2 separate regions of the Sus scrofa genome follow, and region 1 is linked to region 2. Evidence: chromatin contacts called from public Hi-C data. All regions are on one chromosome and are shown on one strand. The core of a region is the stretch at or near the end of the contact, and the rest is flanking DNA. Distances in the headings are between cores, read along the strand shown. Region 1 has its middle 160 kb from the start of CTNNB1. Region 2 has its middle 67 kb from the start of RPL14.

Region 1 (5,640 bases), core at 170-2,669, 250 kb before region 2:
TTCCATGGACAAGAAAGATAGCTGCTCTGCCTTGTCGTGTGTAAATGGTCACTGGGCTGTCTCCTGCACTAAATAGGAACCTAGAAGGAGGAGCTGTTTCTAATTTCTCTTCACTTCTCCAGCTGGAGGCCCAGGAACTGGCAAGCAGGAGAGCCTACAAGGCTCGTTACATGTTTGCTGTTGGGACTGGGAAGGCCTGCCAAGGTGATCTGGTCCATTCTTCTGCCTCAGCAGCATCATCTGGGATTCTGCACACAGTGACCTTATCCACGCGCTTCACCCCATGACGGCTTTCCCTCCACAGTCTAATCCCCTTTCAACAAGCTCCCCTGGCAGACCAAGTCCTGGTGCATAACCATGGGCATCTGTCATGTGCCCATGGAAATGTGCCCACAGCACTGAACAGTAAACACTTTTTCTGGGCTGGGCACCAAAGCTGGCTGTGGTGGCTTGCTACCTCCATGACAAAACTCCCTCTGGTTCCAACAATGATTTATCCACTGAGCCTGCTGCCAGTTTCACTGTCTTCCTTTCATTTCAGGAGCACAATAGGTAAAAATCTACTGGTACAGCAGATGCTGGGTTAAACTTAGAGATTCAGACATAGACACTTTCCTGAGTGGGGAAAGAAACATTCCACGTGGCTTGGGTTTTCTCCAGAAGGTCGCCCTGAGGCCTGATACAAATGAGAAAAATAGATAAGCCTTTTTACATTTCACTAGTAGACTGGGAAGAGAAGCGAATTGAATCACAAAGTCCTAATAAGCACATTTTCAAAATGACAGGTCTTGACCTAACAAATAAGCTGGCCAAAGGAGGCAGAAGGGTAACATTTACTGAGCTCCTGCTACAGCCAGGTTTTTGCATATGTTCCTTTAAAAGTCTCAAGAAGTTTAAGAAGTGACTATTTTGAGGTTCATACAGATGAGACTGAGATTCAGAGGTCATGTGACCTGCCGAAGGTTACATGACCAATGGGTCACGGAACTTGAATTTGAACCAAGGTTGTGTGATCCCAAAGTTCATGTGTTCCTAGTACACAGGGCTGCCACAGACCTTTAATTTACTGAGCTACCTACAAAGAATGATTTTCTATATTGCTATAAGAGATTGCCCTAACCTTTAAAAACACCACAAGCATATAAAGAAAAGTCATATTTTGAACACATAATGTCGGTTGGGAGATGTCTATGGTAAATAGCATAGTGATATAATACATTTTGGAAATAAATGATTTTTGAAAAGCTCTCCTGAACTGAACAGAAGTAAACCTTACCAAGTAAAGGTGAAGAAAGGCAAATGTTATAGCCATACCATTTGGTGTTTCAAAATTTTTCTTTCTGACCAACACTAACAAGCAGGAGAATCAAACAAGGAGACATCGTTAACTATTAACTTGGGGGTGAAAGTCAATGGTAAAGTACATTCTTGGTACTAGCCTGCCCACACTCCAGCAAAGATTAACATATATGGGCAAGGACACTTTCCAATGACTACATAAGTGAGTTGTATACATTTGAAGAACACCAGCAACGAAGCCATTTTTCCAGGGCTAGGCCCTTCTATTACAGAAGCCCAGGAAAGTGGCCTACTTAAGGTCATCTGGCTGGTTAGAGCTGGGACTCACAAGGAAAGCAGTCCCTGGCATTCCAACCTTTATGTGATAGTTGGATTGTTTTGTCCTGGTTGGACCAAATTGCAGTACATGGCATGACTGCTTTCATTTACAAAACAGTGATGAGCTCATCATCCTCTTAGAACTAAGGCCATATCTGAAATGAAAACAAAGTCACAGCCCCACTCTCAGCCTTTGCCTCAGTGGTGTGGTGGGGGAATCAGTGGTTAGGCCATAGATATCATTACTTTCCAGGCTTGAGTCTGCAGGTTGGTTTTCTAGAAGGAGAATGGCATAGTGGAAAATGCATGGAATGGCATCAGACCGAGCTGAGTCCACAACCTCACACTGCCAGTGGGTGGCTGAGCGTCAGGACAAGTAGAGCCTTCCCTTCTGGGCCTCAGCTTTCCTACTGATGAAAGAGGAAAGATGATTTGCAATAATCCTCAGGTGTGGTGGATTGAACACTGTCCCCCCCAAATTCATGTCCACTCAGAGCTTCAGACTGTGACCTTGCTTGGAAATAGGGTCTTTGCAGATGCAGTTAGTTACCCATCAAGATGAAACTACTGGATGAAGCTGGACCCTAAACTCAATGACTGATCATCTTATGGATAGAGGACAGGATACAGAGACAGGGAAGATGGCAGAGGCAGAGACTGGAGTTATACTGCCACAAGCAAAGGAAAACCAAGAGTGACCAGAAACCAGAAGAATCAAGAAAGGACCCTCTCCTCGAGCCTTCAGAGGGAGCATGGCCTCCCCAGCCGAGAGAGAAGAAACCTTTGTTGTCTAAAACCACTGTGTTTGTGGTCATTTGCTATGGCAGCCCAAGGAAATCAATACACTACCGAGAGGGCTCAAGAGGGTGCCTGTCATGGGGAAAATAACCCAATAAAGGCCACCAATAATTATAATCCACACATCAAAATGTTCAACCAGCAATTAGGGTATTCTGCAGTAGGTGGCAGAAGTGTCACAATCCCAAAGTCTAAATGGCTCAAGCTAGATATTCACTGGTTTGCTTGAGAATCTGCCATCCACTCCCCTACCCCTACCCCTAAAAACAGAAATATTTTTACTGAATTTAAGCCTATAATCTGATACTAAATTTTAAAAGAATCCATAGCAATGCAAAATGCTAAAGAAAGAGAATCTAGGTTCAGCCTTGGAAATATTTAGAATTATATACCATAAGTATCTATAGAGCCTAAGCGAACTCTGGTATTAAGTCCCAGATTTGCTTATAAAATGTCTTTCTAGCCCTGAGGAAAAAGGAGACAGTGTAGAATATCAGTGGGGTGACTGCCTACATTAAATGGGTAGAGGAAGAGTAGGAATCATGGAAAATCAGAAAAGTGACAGGTGGAAAGGTGATGTTTGAGGAGTACATTTCTAGAAAGGGCCAAGAAATAGGCCAGCAGCACAGAGAGGATCAAGAAAATGAGTGCCATGAAATACGACCTAAAAAGTTATACCACAGCCCACCTGGCAGTGGCAGAAAAGTTGAAATCTGTTTCTCAAGCCTCAAAGCCTTTAAGCTTAGACTTTCCCCAGAACCCATAGCTTATACTCTGTTTAAAAATCAATACAACCAATATCAAGTAGACTTAAGGGTCTGGGCTCCTAAAGGAAGTGATATTAGACTCGAGGGCTCATCCAGTATGACTGTGATAGTGACTGTGGATGGACAGTTGCAGCAGACCTTCTCAGGGACTTCCTAGGTCAATAACCCCACCCAATTCTCTGGTCACCTGCTTTGACCTCACTGTGGAAACATGCCATGTCTCGACCATGTGTTTTCACTTTCCTCTTCCTTTAACTATCATGCAAAGATTCACAGGTTGATGCTTTGCAAAGCTGATCCAGTGTGATTCTCTGTCCTGGGAATTTGAAGTTTGGAACATATGCAAGTATGGACTGGCAGTCTTTTGAGCAGAATCAGATTAATGGCAGACACTTAAAGAAACAGTTCTGAAACTCCAGGCTCACACTGCTATGGGCTCCTTGCAGCTCTAAGCCCCGGCTTTCTCTACGACTTGGATTCCATGAGCTACCTTAGTATGCTTCCAATAAATTCTCATAATTAATTAATTAATTGCTTGTGCTAGTCCCACAGTCATGTGTTCTGGGTCATACCCCACATGTGACTTGTATGAATGACTTCCCACAGACAGGCAAAGGTGTACATGGAGGGGGTGCTGGCAAATAAGCCAGTAACAAAGTGGAGAGAGTTGGTTTACTTTAGTATCTGGCAAAGGAACATGTTGGTTGAACATCACTAAAAATATGGACAGTGTAAGATTATCTTGGTAGCTAGCACCAAACTTCTCTTAAGTGGAGAACTGCCTTTGTCTTTTAAAAAATGAACTAGACAAACAAAAAACCTGCATAAGGATACAGAGTAAAATTTTAAAGGCCCTTAAAGTTCTGAGTGTATGGTAGCTAAGTTTTATGCAAGGAGAATTACAAAACTGAAGGGGAAAGTTTTTGGAGTTCCCAGGACATTCTTTAAGTTACTTATGGGGATAAAAGATGGGATGGGAAGAGAGAAGGAAAAAGTGAGATAGTTAAATGCTGTGTGAAGTGGGGGTGATACCCTCATTCTTGAGATCTGGCCTCCTTCAGTCTTTAGTGAAATTCACCAAACATACATGAGCTGGCTGTGAACAACTGTTAGCTGTTGGAAAGAAACACAGGCATAAGTTTTTCATTGGGGCTGGTGTGTTATAAAACATTCAAGGGAGCTGGAATCTATGAGGCAGTGGATCCAGGAGAACAGAAACTCCCAAGTATGGGCAGGAGTCTGGGAGGGGGTTTTAGACTTCCCCCAGCCATGGAATTGACCTGGAGGAGATGAGAAGGCAGTTCCCATAGGTCTGTCAGGGTAAAGAGGACCCCAGAGGCAAGCCAGGACATCCATGAGCAAACAAATGTCAAACTCATTACCTGAAGTATGTGGGAGTATTCTTCTAGGTTCCTTGTTCATCATGGACCATACTCTGAAAAGAATGTCATGCAGAAATAAAGGACTTTCTGGAACAGTGATGTAGTTCAAGGTAAAGAAAAGGTAAACTCTCTCCTCTCGGAAGGGAAAGCAAGCAGGAATGAGGGGAATCAAGATGGCAATGTTGAGGCTATTTCCTCAGGCTTTAGGGATGATCTGGCTAAATGGCCTCATGAAAACCTCTGCCTCTGAATAGAAAAAAAAAAGAGGCCCATGGAAACTATACCAGATGCCTCCAGTGTTCCGTGTAACATTTGAAAGCCTAACTCTTGACCCACAGCTACAGAGGACACTTCTGGGGAGGCTCAGACTCACTGGAGCTGATGGCATCTTGCAATAGCCTAACTCCTTGAGTTTTCTTCCCCAGGGCTTCTTCGAGGTCAGGCTCAATCTCTCTGCCTGCACATGAATGCATGGTTAACCCCTCGGAGGCAATTCCCCAACTAGCAGGAAGCTGGGGGATAAATAAGGACTAGATAAACGTCTGTCCTTTGGTTGGACAGTTCAAGGAGATCTTTTTTTTTTTTTTTTAATGAGTCTTAGGAATAAGCCCCAGTTGTACACAGTGCTATCTCACTTCCAAATGTCCCCTTTACTGGCTTTTCCTCCTCTCCTATATCATTCCCCCGGCTCTCTCCCTTTTGCCTCCTGGGTTCACCTCCCAAATAAACAACCCACTCGGTTATCCTGGCTGAGTCTCTGAATGGGAGTAAATAAGCCATCTTGGACATATGACTCAGTTGAATCTTCAGATGACTCCAGCTCATCCACCATCAGACTGCACCCACATGAGAAAATCCAAGTGAGAACTGCCCATCTGATTCCAGTAAATCCACACAATTATGAGAGGTAAAGATAAATAGTTGCTGTCAGCCACTTAAAAATGATTTAAAGTTCTTTTTTTTTTTTTTGGTCTCTGATCACCATGAGCTCAAGTCTTGGCTAGGCTGTTGAAGAATGAAAGGTACTTGGTACAGAAGCAAGTTGTCCCAGCCAGAATCATCCTGGATCAGCCAGC
Region 2 (5,760 bases), core at 2,538-5,037:
AATGTATTTGGAGACTGGGTGTGTAAGGGGGTAGTTAAGGTTAAATGAGGGCATAAGAGCAGACCTCTAATCCAAGAAGATTAGTGTCCTTATAAGAAGAGACAAAAGACACCCCCATCACATGCACACACACTCCAAGGCCAGGCTGTGTGAGGACACGGGAAGATGGTGGCCTCCAAGCCAACAGAAGAGGCCTCAGAATGAAACTGAATTTGCCAGCATCTTGATCTTGAACTTCCAGTCTCCAGAACTGTAAGAAAAATATCTGTTGTTGAAGCCACCCAGGCTGTGGTATTTTGTTACAGTAGCCAGAGCTGACTAATACAGATTGCTTCACCTGCTTTCTGGCTGGGATCCTGGGAGAGCCCCCTTTGCCTCATTCAAATGACCTGTCACCACAAAACAAAAAGACTGTGGCCTGGGAACGGCTCTGCCTCACTCCAGGGAAAACGAAACAAAATTGAAGCTATAGACCAGAGGTTGGTAAATTTTTTCTGTAAAGAGCCAGACGATAAATATCTTAGGCTTCACAGGCCACGTTGCCTCCGTTATGACTATTCAGTTCTGCTGCTACCGCACAAAAGCAGCCCCAGACGGTATGGAAATGATGGGCTTGGCTTTGTGCCCATTAAGCTTTGTTTAGTAAAACAGGCCACTGCAGGCACTTGTTCACTGACCCCTGCCACAGGCTTTTTGAACTGGGAGTCTAGCAAACATCAGGTCAAACCCCAGATGGCAAAGACGAGGACCAGCGCAGAGGGTAGAAGGGAACTGCCCCAAGGAGCTAGTGGCATTCAGAGCAGGAATGGACAGCCTACTCCTTGTTTCCACCCTGTCAGTCATAACTGAAGCTTATGAACTGAAGACTGGATCCTGAAGGCTTCTATGACTGCTGGTGATAAAGGGCAACGTGCTACCCCAGGAGGAGAGGGTGAGTCGGCCAAGAGCCAGGGCCGCCTGAGGTCTGCCTCTGAGGGGGCACAGTGAAGGGCAGGCCCAGACACAACTGTAAGGCAGAGGACCCTGCTGCTCTTCAAAGGAAGATGAAAAGCAGGCCAGCCCCTCCCACTGCCAAGGACAAAATGAGGGCCCAAGAGGAGTCCCAGTGACTGAGTGTGAAGAGACTGGGTGAAGAGAGACCCTCGGCTCACGCCACCATGACCAGACTGCTCACCTGCACAGATGTGCCTCGATCCCTGCTCCCCTGGGCCTCGGCTTTAGGCATGAAGCCTATTTTGAGACACACCAGCTGCACACACTCTGACATGTGGCTCCACATTTTGCAGAGTCAGTAGAGGGGTTGCAGCCTCTGGGAGAAGTAGGCCACTGGCCCCAGGAGGAGATAAAGGGAACTTGGAGTCATCAGGACCTGTGGCCTCCTGTCTCTCTCCTCCTCTATCTTGACTTCGCTGCCATGGACCTTAGGGTTCAGATGGGGATCTCTCAACCGATGCAGGAAAGAGCATCCCTGGTTCACAGCAGTGATCCTCACCGCACCCCTACTCCCCCGATGAGAGCTGGGAGACTCCAGTCCCCAGGGGCTCCTTAGGGCTCCACGGAATCCTAGGCCTACTTGGCAGCCTCCATCCTTACAATCTCCCAAAGTCAAAGCCTCAAATTTTAAAAAAAGAAATGTTCAGATTTGGGAAAAGAAGGCAATGGGGTCCTTCAGGCCCCAGCAGAGGACTGGGTGTATTTGGAATTCTATGACCACCTCAGTGCCAAGGAAAAAGGACCCAAGCATATCACCAGGACCCTAGAGGCAGATTTTTTTTTTTTAAACTCTTGGTATCAATGAGATTTCAGTCTTCAATCGTCTCAAATTAAATATAAACCTAAATAGCAGGCGTTATTGTAGATATGCAGGGCAAAGAAAGAAGGGGAAAAAAGAGCTTTGTATCACATGAATTTTTGCTGCAGAAACTTAATGAGAAACACACCACATTTCCAGAACCCTCTTTCTAGTCAGGGCTCCCGCTGAGATAAAAGGTCACACGAAGAGAAGGAGCGAGAGGGGGCGGGAGCTAGGCTGGGAGCAAGCAGGCACTTTTACTGGAAAACAGGCCCAAATTTCATACAAGCAGCTATCAGCCTGAGAGTCTAGACTGATGATTTTCTTTGAATGCCAGATGTGAAGGGCTTTCATAAAGGAATCTCAAACATCACCTATTTAAAAACAAATCGACCCAAGATGCATTCATGGATGCAATGGATAACTTTCTATGTCAGGCAGCAGGGAAAACACCCAGCCTGGTCGGGAGAGGTCTGAACTCAGCGTGCGTCCCGCTGCTGCCCTCTGCAGGCCATGAGCAGCAGGGCACCCAGGAAGCCAGCCACGGCTGGTTTTCCTGGGACTGGTTTCCCTGGGACTGAACCAGGCTTCTGCCAGCCAATGGAGACTTTCTGAACGTCTGGCCCAGGGTAGCAGAAGAATGGTCCTCTGCGAGGTGCAAGATCATGTCTGGAAGAACTGCACTAGGGCTGCACCTCAGAGTTATACACATCATCTCATTCGGGCTCTATCCCTGCAAGTTGGAGATGTTGGCCCTGTACAGAAGAGAAATCGCAGGTTTCAAGAAGCTGAGTGATTTGCCCAGTGGATGCAACTGTCTCATTCAGTATTGGAGCCTGACACCAGTGCCCTTCCCGTGACCCTGTGTGCCGTGGCCATCATTGCCAGAATTGCCCTTCTCAGGGAAGGTGGGATGATATAATGGGAACTCTATTATCCAAACCTGACCAGACCAGCAAGGAGGAAGCCATGCCCATGAGGCCCATGGGGCTAGGCTGGGAGTGGCTGGGACTCAGGGATGCTATCTCTGCTATGAGGCTGGAGGAGGGCCCCTTGACCCCAAACCCTAGCAGAACCCAGGGAAGGTTTGTAGAGCAAGGAGCATGCTGACCACACTCTGGCCTCTCCTGACAGCCCTGTGTTTCTCCCCCATTATGTCTGTCTTGGGCTGCGACGCCCCCCCCTCCCTTACACAGGGACCAATCCTGAAAACATCACACTAAGATGACCCCTGACTAGAGACATCCCACTTAGCAGCAGCCACAAATCACAATGCCAGACACTTGGGATCAGTGACCTTTAGAAGGGGCTGGGCGTGGCAAGGACCCTGCAAGTGATTCATGTTTAATCTAGTGTGAAAGGACCTCTGCCCTCACCACCCCAGGGAAACCAACCCTGCGCCATGCCCTCTGGCCAGCCTGCTCCCCGTGGTCATGGGGCTATAGATGGGATGTGCTAGGGAGTGTTTGGTTTTCTACCGGTGCTGTTGACTTAAAATTGTGTGTACCCTTAGGCATTCCTTCCTTTTCCAAATCCTCCTAAAGTGGCCCACCCATGGCCCATCTCTCCACAGGGCTTCTCTTCTCAGAGGCAGAGCTACTCTCTAAGCCCAGGGCACCCCTAGGTTTTTGCACAAGCCACTCCTCTGTGTGGAAGCCCTTCTGGCTTTCATCACTCCCCTGGTTCCAACTTTTCCCCAAACATCGGCTCTCCCTCGTTCCCTTGCACCACAGGTGGGGTGCCCCCTACTCTGAGCTCCACTGTGCCACCAACCCCCCTCTCCTGGCACCCATCCTTTGCCAGCAACACCACCACGTGCCACCTGACAAATGTTTTATTTTCCTGCCTAGAATCCAGCTGGATTCTAGGAAAGCACTTGGCAAATAATTGGTTAATTCCCTAATCTCTTTGCATTTGACGTCACTGCCCTTATGTTCAGAGGCCAACTTGCTGAATTGGAAACTGGGACTTGGGACCTGACCATGGACTAAATATTTGCCTTTGGAGTTGTCCTGGGAAGAGAGGAGGTTTCCTTCCCCAACCACTCCTTCCCCAGGACATCTGCAGGGAGAGGGGCCAACTTCATTCCTGTATCACTTGGCCAGAGGTGCCCATCAGGCTCAAGGGGCAGCAGCCACTCAAGGGAGGTATCCCTGAACCATGGTTCCAGGTCCACCTCTGGCCTGGCTGACCCACCAGAGCCACCTCCTCCCAGTAGGGCTGGCTGGACTTACTAGAATGAGCAGTCGGGAACTGGGGAAGCACTTTCCCACAGTGGTACAGCTCCTTTTGTTTGTTCCTGGAGCTGCTGTCTGGAGAACCTGGCTGAGAGAGGCCTTGTTCATAGTCTCTGTGTAAAATCTAAAGATAGACATATTAATGTATCTGTCACTTACACCTTAATGAAAATAAATGAATGCAATCTGGTCACTGAATCCCAGAACCTTAGGGTGAGAGGGGCTCTATCCAGCAGCAGTCTTTCTGTCCAGCTGGCTTCCGTCCTGTCACTCAGTGCTGGTACCATAACTTGATATATTTACAGAACACATCTCCTCTTCTCACACCCCTCACTCTTTCCTAATGAATTTAAAATTCAAATGCTAACCATGATCCTTGTTAAAACAGGCACCTCTCTGTGAAATTATAAAAAACTGAAAAAGCACCAGGTCCCAGGCCCACCTGATACAGACCTTCATCACTTAGATGAAGCCCTGAGATCTGGGAGGCAGCCGGACCTCCCAGAGGCCGGGAGCCTTTCAGAGAAGCAAAAGGAGGGAGGGTCCACGTCACTGGCCCACAACAGCTCTGAGGCAGTGAGGAGGCTGTCACCCCAGGAAGAATGCCTTATATTTTCTAATTCTGTGTGCCCAGCATCACTCCACTCAACAGGGCCCGAAGAGGACACTGATAAAAATACCAGGAAGTGTCACTATCCCTAAGGAGGCCAAGTGGTGCCTGGGGGTGGGGTAACCTCTCACCTCACCCACCCTCCCTGCATCAGGACACATACAGGGAAGGGCTCTCCCATCCTGCCTTCCCAGCTCTGCCCATCACCATCTTCTCTTCCACTCCATCCCAGGAAGGAGAAGCAGATGGAAGTGAAGTACAGCTGAGCCCAAAGAGGAGCCTTGAGGCTGCAAGTGAGTATAAATGGAGGTGAGAGCCACAGGGAAAACCACTTTGAAGCCTCCATCTGGTAATAAATTAAAATATGGAAAATAAGGCACATGGTTTCCCATCACAGCAATTTGTCTTTGATCGGAATAAGGCATCTCGGGTACTGGGGAGGGGGCTCAGTCTTGAAGCTCCAAACCTAGGCTTGAAACCCCCTTCTGCCCCCTAGTCTAGAGCACTGCCTTACAAGGTGTGGGGAGATTGGGGGGATTTTTTGAATGAGGAAACACTTAGCACCATGCCTGGCACATGATAAAGGCTATCCAGAAGTAGGAAGAGGAGTGAACAGCATAACAAGACCTGACACCACAGGTAGAGCCACAAAAAGCACATGGCGCATTTTACGGCCTGCAAAGCTCTCTTGGTTCTGTTCTTTTGCTTGATGTTCTAGGAGGTCCAAGTTGTAACCATCCCCCCATCAGAGAGGCGAAAACTGAGGTATCAAAGTGCCAAGAGGTTTGCTTGTCATCCACATGGATTGCCCAATGGAGAGCAAAACAGAAGATTAGAAAAGGAAAATAGGTCTGATGAGACCATCCAGAATTTCACCAGCAGAAATTGGTGCCAATTTGTACCATGTGTATTTAGGGTCTTGTGGGTGTAGGGCTGTGTTTACACACTGGGAGGAGAGGGGAGCATATGCTTTCCAGATTCCAAATACAGCTGTGTGTGGCCTCCACAGGTAAAGGCAGACAGGGCAGGGAGAAGAGCCTACGCTTCTTACTTGCCATTTCCCTGCTAGTTTCAGTGCATACAGACCTCACAAGGACAACTTGACATTCAGCCCAAGACTT

The links. Hi-C and Micro-C count contacts between places; a contact is called where the count stands out from the background.
Region 1: a contact with region 2 is called in a Hi-C map of liver, with 1.7 times the contacts expected there. The contact joins two enhancer-like sites. A contact is called at or near these places in 3 of 47 Hi-C or Micro-C datasets (embryonic fibroblasts and liver).

The regions. Positions count from the first base shown.
Region 1 is chr13:25,005,945-25,011,584 of Sscrofa11.1, reverse strand. No RefSeq gene overlaps it. Among named protein-coding and RNA genes, the nearest start is that of CTNNB1, 160 kb to the left of the region's middle. Within about 2 kb of position 1,419, at least 11 of the 83 cell types and tissues checked have an H3K27ac peak or open chromatin away from gene starts, as enhancers often do. A contact at or near this core is called in liver, where this site is marked.
Region 2 is chr13:24,759,443-24,765,202 of Sscrofa11.1, reverse strand. No RefSeq gene overlaps it. Among named protein-coding and RNA genes, the nearest start is that of RPL14, 67 kb to the right of the region's middle. Within about 2 kb of position 3,787, at least 9 of the 83 cell types and tissues checked have an H3K27ac peak or open chromatin away from gene starts, as enhancers often do. A contact at or near this core is called in liver, where this site is marked.